Linked DNA regions of Capsicum annuum: region 1 is linked to region 2. A link is a contact called in public Hi-C data. All regions are on one chromosome and are shown on one strand. Each heading gives the region's core, a stretch centred on a gene start, on an enhancer-like site or on the middle of the called end of the contact. The rest is flanking DNA. Distances are from core to core; before and after follow the strand shown. Region 1 holds the start of LOC107873293 (putative clathrin assembly protein At2g25430). Region 2 overlaps LOC107873294 (U-box domain-containing protein 52).

The links. Hi-C and Micro-C count contacts between places; a contact is called where the count stands out from the background.
Region 1: a Hi-C map of leaf shows a contact between it and region 2, with 2.4 times the contacts expected there. The contact joins the promoter of LOC107873293 here to the enhancer-like site in region 2. A contact is called at or near these places in 2 of 5 Hi-C or Micro-C datasets (leaf and placenta).

Annotation. Positions count from the first base shown.
Region 1 is chr6:126,654,523-126,658,173 of UCD10Xv1.1, forward strand. LOC107873293 (putative clathrin assembly protein At2g25430) reads left to right here and starts at 1,982. Exons shown (of 2, transcript XM_016720080.2): 1 at 1,982-2,569; 2 at 2,795-3,651. The coding sequence starts at 2,830.
Region 2 is chr6:126,543,918-126,547,955 of UCD10Xv1.1, forward strand. LOC107873294 (U-box domain-containing protein 52) reads right to left here. Exons shown (of 8, transcript XM_016720081.2): 7 at 3,895-4,038; 8 at 2,206-3,351. The coding sequence ends at 2,626. Among protein-coding and RNA genes, the nearest start is that of LOC107873294, 7.3 kb to the right of the region's middle. Within about 2 kb of position 2,349, at least 3 of the 5 cell types and tissues checked have an H3K27ac peak or open chromatin away from gene starts, as enhancers often do. A contact at or near this core is called in leaf, where this site is marked.

The sequences.
Region 1 (3,651 bases), core at 732-3,231, 110 kb after region 2:
TTGCTATGAAATGATAGTTTTTTGTTATAAGAATTCAAATAGTTAGTTCTCAAGATGACACTTGTCTTAACTAGCAATAGTTATGTTAAATATGCATTTTCTTTTATAATTCTATGATTTTTATACAAAATTAGTTAGAATCAACCATGACCAGAATATATGATAAAAATATATTGTTTTTCCATATAAAATTATTGCATCATGATTAGTTGTATTACAATTTAGTATCACTTACCATAGCCATATATGGTAATGATTGACAGTGTAAAAGTTTGATTTAATATATATACGATTCACTTACCTTAGCCATCTACTTTTCATCCATGGGAGTAAGGAAATCTACAATCCACTTACCATAGTCATCTATCATTTGCATGATCTTCTTAAATCACTTGATTGATTGGAATATATATTTGAAAATTGAAATACAAATTGTGGAATTAGGAGTATCGTTTGATTGCAATATATATTTGAAAATTGGAATACAGATTGTGGAATTACTACTATAGCTTGATTGGAATATATCTTTGGAATACAAATTGTAGAATTACTCCTAATAATAGTGAAATTAGGAGTAATTGATGGATGATCTTCTTAAATCACTTGATTGATTGAAATATATATTTAAAAATTGGAATACAGATTGTGAAATTACTCCTATAGCTTGATTGGAATATATATTTAGAATACAAATTGTGAAATTACTCCTAATGATAGTGGAATTAGGAGTAATTGACGGAATTTTTGTGTCGATTTTTTTGTAATTTTTACATATCTATGAAATAATCTATATACTAATTAAATAGAAGTTAAACTTAATTATTTTTTACCACAATGTGAAATATATAAATAATTATAATAGTTTTTCATTAATAGGAGTCAATTCTAATTATTTTTTACCACAATATAAAATAATAGAATAAAAATAAACAAAAGTACTCATCAAACATTTTGCTTTATTAGATATATAAAGCTGAAATATATAAATAATTATAATAGTGTTCATTCATAGGAGTCATTTATAATTATTTTTATCACAATATAAAAATATGAAATAATAGAATAAAAACAAATAATATTGTTCATTCAATATATTTTACCACAATATGAAAATAAATATGAAAATTTTAAAATTTATATATAAAATAAATAATTAATCAGTAAAATAAATTTTATTGCCAAAAAAATAGATTTTTGTTGTCAAAATACCAAGTGGCTAGTTCTCAATATGCCATTTGGCATAATTTTATGCAAACTTCTTTGCTTTATTATATATAGAGATAAAAAAATTTAAAAAGCTATATATAAAATAAATAATTAATCAATAAAATAAATTTTTTTGCCAAGAAAATAGTTTTTTGTTACCAAAATACCGAGTGGTTAGTTCTCAATATGCCACTTAACATAATTTTATGTAAACTTCTTTGCTTTATTATATATATAGATATGAAAATTTAAAAATCTATATATAAAATAAATAAATAATCAGTAAAATAAATTTTGTTGCCAAAAAAATAGATTTTTGTTGTCAAAATACCAAGTGGCTAGTTCTCAATATGCCACTTGACATAATTTTATGCAAACTTCTTTGCTTTATTATATATATAGATATGAAAATTTAAAAATCTATATATAAAATAAATAATTAATCAGTAAATAATTTTTTTTTTGCTAAAATACCAAGTGACAAGTTCTTAATATGCCATTTGGCATAATTTTATGCAAACTTCTTTGTTTTGCTATATATATAGACTTAGCATAATTTTATACAAACTTCTTTGCTTTATTATATATATAGATATGAAAATTTAAAAATCTATATATAAAATAAATAATTAACCAGTAAAATAAATTTTATTTCCAAGAAAATAATTTTTTGTTGCTAAAATACCAAGTAGCTAGTTCTCAATATTTCACTTGGCATAATTTTATGCAAATTTCTTTACTTTATTATATATAGAGATAAGATTCTAATGAGGCTGGGCATGGTTATATTTTACTTCATCCATCTCAAATTTCTTAATTTGATTTTTTATCTTACTAGTTTATTTTTATTAATTAAGAAGAAATAATTTTTTTTTATATTTTATCCTTTAAATTAATTATTTTTTATAAATATTATTTAATAGAAGCACTATAATAAATTAATTATATTATTAATTATTTATTTTATTTAATGTGTTATCTCAATTTAAAACGAATAATCTGAGAGGGGGAGTATCTTTCTTTTCGGTGCCGGACAAACACCAACTCATAACATACTGACCTAAAACACGCACTCACACGCACGCTCTGTGCGACTTGTCTGAATACCTATACATTCGGATGCTTCTTCCGACATTTTCCAGATCCAAACCCCGCTGATTCTCCCCTCACTTATTTTAGATCTCAACTTCAATTCTTCATTTCACCTTTCCCTCAAATCTTGCAGCAAATATATAGAAAGAATACAATTGATAAATTCTGGCATTATTTGTATGTATTGCTTTAGCTAAGTTCAGATCTCTCTTTGTTCAATTATCTGTTGTCTTCTTTCCTTACAGATCTGTACGTCACAGCCTCCGATCTGGTATGTTTGGACTTAAATACCTGTTTGATTTTTTTTCTTTCCTAATTTGTTTGGCGATTTTTTTACTACTTGATTATCCTTTTATGGGTATAGTTCAAACTGATTGAACTAATATTCTCTTTGATTCAAGATGTGTCAAAGTATTTAATTTCTTTCTACGGTATACAATTATGGTATTAACACCTCAAATCTTGAAATTATGACATTCCAATCCGTGATCTGCAGAAAACAAAGAAGTAAAGATCTAGTTTTGGCTTCCCATGGCGCCCACCACGATCCGAAAGGCGATAGGGGCGGTGAAGGATCAAACAAGCATAGGGATCGCGAAAGTGGCGAGCAACATGGCACCGGAGTTGGAAGTTGCTATTGTTAAGGCTACTAGCCACGATGATGAACCAGCTGGAGAGAAGTACATAAGAGAGATTCTTCAATTGACTTCATATTCACGGGGTTATGTGAGTGTCTGTATGTCTGCAATATCCAAAAGGTTGGGCAAAACCCGAGATTGGATTGTTGCCCTCAAGTGTTTGATGCTAATTCACCGACTTCTCAATGATGGCGATGCTGTATTTCAGCAAGAAATAATGTATGCTACGAGGAGGGGAACAAGGCTGCTCAATTTGTCAGATTTCAGAGATGAGGCTCACTCGAACTCATGGGATCATTCGGCTTTTGTGAGGACTTATGCTTTATATTTGGATCAGAGGTTAGAATTGATGGTTTTTGAGAGGAAGCAAAATGGTAGAACTGGTGGAGAGATTGAAAGGTATGGATCTAAGGATGAACAATGGAGATCGCCCCAGAGTTCTAACCGGGGGTATATTTATGATCATGGGGAGTTCAGAGACGAGCCTGGTTATGGAATGAGGAGGTCGAGATCGTCAGGGGATGTGAGAGAGTCAATACAGGAGAAGAAAGATGTGACTCCTTTGAGAGAGATGAAGCCTGAAAGGATCTTTGGGAAAATGACTCATTTGCAGAGACTGCTAGATCGGCTTTTGTCTTGTCGGCCAACTGGTTTGGCTAAGAATGAACGGATGGTCTTGGTTGCTTTGTACCCCGTGGTGAAAGAAAGTTATAAA
Region 2 (4,038 bases), core at 1,099-3,598:
ATTTTTTATTTGATTTAAAACCAAGTGCTTGAAAATATTATTTTGTTTTACCTAAATACTACACAAAATGCTTAAAATTTATATCTATATCTATAATCTATCTATATTTATATCTATATCTATATCTATAATCTATATTTATATCTATACCTATATTTATGTCTATATCTATATCTATATCTATATCTATAATATATTAAAAGTGTGAAGACCTTTAGAAAAGTGATTTGAAATTTTTACTTTTCATTAAAAGACTCCTCTTTGGACAAAACTATCTTTTCACTATTTTTTAATTTATTATTTAATTATTTTTAATTATATTAAATAGACTTCCTAAAAGATATGAAACTCCTAAAATATATGGTAGGAGAATTAATTAATATTTTCCTTTCTAGACTTCCTAAAATATATGAGACTGCTAAAATATATGGTAGGAGAATTAATTAATATTTTTCTTTCTACTGTTCAATTAGAAAAATACTCCTAAAATAGGACTCTAGTAAGAAAATACTTCTATAAATATTGAGATGTACGTTAAACTAGAGAACAAACCAGCTTGCCTGTTGGGAGAATATGATTAATGATCATCTAACTTGATTCGATTGCAAGTCTAGATTGGTGGATGTTTGATTTTCTAACCCTCAACTTCTTCACTGTTTTTTTCAGCATAATAGAATTCAACATGTGTGTGTATATATAAATAAATATATATATATATATATATATATATATATATCTTCTTTGTTTTCATTCAAAATTATTTTTTAGGGTCAAAATCTTCATTCAGACAAAAATTAGTTGGATCAAAATCGAAGCTTTGTGATCACTATTATATATTTTCTTATAGTTTACATATCGTAGATGAATATCGATTGACTTTGAAGAATTTCTTGTGTAAAGGTTAGGTTTAATTGTATTATTTTGAACAGATGATAGATGAATGTGAGTTGGCTTTGAAATTGTTTTTAGGTAAAAGTTAGGTTTAATTGTATTATCATAATATCTCTATTAGTTTGTTATTTTGTGGTAGTTTACAGTTCGTAACTAGATCTCGATCGGCTTTGAGAAATTTTTGTGTATGTGTAAAATTTAAGTTTAATTGTATTGTTTTGATATCACTTTTTACAAGTGATAGATAAATGTTGGTCGGCTTTGAGGAATTTTTTTATGTAAAGGTTAGGTTTAGTTGTATTATTTTGATATCTCTATTATCGTATTATTTTGTTATTGTTTACAGGTGGTAAATGAGTGTCAGGCGGCTTTGAGAAAAAATTTGTGTGTAAAAATTACATTTAGTTGTATTATTTTAATATCTCTATCATTTTATTATTTTGTCGCAATTTACGGATGATAGAGAAATGTCGATCGACTTTTAAAAATATTTTTAGTAAAGATTAGGCTTAATAAATAAATTCTCCATCTTTACCTACTCAAAATATATTAAATTTAATTATTATATTCATCTTTATTATTTAAATAAATATCCTATTTAATGTAATATTTGAACTCATTAAAGTGAGGTACACGCGCAAGGTGCGTACACCTAAACTAGTTGACTTAAAAACACTTAAAGTAAGTTTTAAAAAAAAAAAAATTGGGGATAGGAGAAGGGAAATGAGAAAGGGAATTACAATCTGAGGAATCGAACCCATTGGAGGTAGTTCAGGTAACTAACAAGTCAATCCAAATATGCTCTCACTTATGATTTTTATATTTTAAACATATCCGAGTGTCCTCATTTTCATTGTGGATTCCTATTTGGTAAAAAAAAAAAGACCAGTTTAAAATAATAATCCATGAAATGTAAAGTTAGTTGAATAAAAATAGTGGAAGAAGACCTAGAAAGTTGAGCACAACCCTTTGAATCACCAGCAATATTCACTCTCAAACAATTGATGATGTTAAAAGATGGATAATCCCCAACAAATCAACCCCAATGGAACCACACTTCAATAGTCTTGATTGATTGAAAGAAAGAAAAATTTTATGCCCATTTATTTATTTGATAAATGTGCAAATTTATTTTTGTTAAATATTATTTGCGCATTGCACGAGTACTAATACTAGTTAGTACAAAAGAGGCAAATTGTTTCTAATAATATGAAAGTAGAACTCATATTTCAAATGGTCAAATTCAAACTTCGAAATTATCCAACGTACAAACCGACTTCATAGGGAATAAAATTGGACTATCTGACGCATTAGTGCTATAACCTTTTCTCATATAAAGTATTATCCAAGAGAGATCATTCAAATGGAACAGAATACATGAACAAAACTATGGTGAGGAAAAAGGATGGGCAATGTTCCACAAGATTGGTAACAACATTTATCTATTCCCGACACTCCAAGAACAGGCAACACTTTTTAGCACCTACATTTTAGCCCCACTGGCCACTGGCCACCGTGAATTCATTAGATGTCATAGCATTTCAAGGGTCTATATGTTTCAACAAGTTTATCAACCATTCTGTATATAATAAATTGTTTTCGTTTTACTGCAGCAAGATTTACTAGAAAAGGAGAAGAAAAGTATAATTGCACTTGATCCACTGTTGTCTACGATGAGGCACCAGTCCACCTAACTGATTGACGATGTTCGATCTTCAAAATCTTTCAACAAAATCAAACAGAGTTAGGACTGCTACCTGTCCTTGACATGCAGCTCATTCCAAGTTCTTTAAGCCTATTAAGCTCGGGCAGTATCACCGAACCAAGATCAGGTCGATCTTTCTTCCGCAGCTCAGCACACTTGAGCGATAATTTTGCATAATTAAGAGCCTCTTCCATCGGCCAGTTTGGCACTGTTGGATCTAGTATATCTGCAAATGTTCCGTTCTCGATGGCCCTCTCCACGTGATGAGTTAAACCCATGGGGGGCCTTGCAGTAATAATTTGGAGCAACATTACACCAAGTGAATATATATCCGATTTAGTCCCTAACTTTCCTGTCTGTTGATATTCGGGATCAATGTAACAAAAAGTTCCTGCAGCTGAAGTCATGTGATATTGTGTAACACAATCAGCTACAGATGGTGGAACTAACCTAGCCAAGCCTACATCACTAATTTTGCAGGCATAATTGCTGTCTAAAAGAATGTTTCCTGGCTTAAGGTCACGATGGACAAGAGGTTCTGGCTTTGCTTGGTGAAGGAATAGCAGCCCTGTAGCGATTTCAGCAGCAATTTTGAAACGTATCTCCCATGGGATGGGAGGGGTGTTACCTTTCCGGAACAGGCGATCTTCAAGGCTACCATTATTCATGAACTCATAAACTAAACATCCATACTCGGGACATGCACCTAAGAGTAGAACCATATTTGGGTGCCTCATGAGGCCAAGGACCTGAACCTGTAAATGACAAAGCCTATTCTATAAGAAGGGAATCCTAAGAGCTTCTATCCACAAGTATAGCAAGTATTTGTAGAAATGGGACATTAATCTAATATGGCCGAGTTGCACATTAATCAGTAGTCTTATCTTTTCAAAAAGAAAAAGGCCTTTGGTTCATACCTCTAACTAACACTACAAATAGATTTCCACAAGTACTTTCTAAAAATTATAATAGAAGCATATACACACAACAAAATATTTTAGATTAAGCAACAACAACAGACCCAGTGAATTCCCACAGAGTGGGGTCTGGGGAGGCTAAAATATACAGAAAATCGATCATGTTATGCATCAGAATGCTTCAAGACACATAAATTTGTCAGTCTAAATCTGGCATTTGTCAAGCTTCCCTCCAGCGTATCCAAGATAAGTAACTTCATAAATTATAATGATTGACCTAATGCTCAGAAATCAATAATTAAGAAACCTGTTCACCCCAACAAAAAGGATGTTTTATATGTGAAATTCATAATATGCATCTTCAAATCAATGTCAACATACCTCTTGCTTGAACTGTTGCATCCCTTGTGCAGCATCAGATCTCAGAACTTTAATGGCTGCAGGTGTGTGGTCAAGTCTCCCTTTGTAAACAGGGCCATATCCACCTTCACCAATCTTCTCTGAATTTGAGAAATTTTTGGTAGT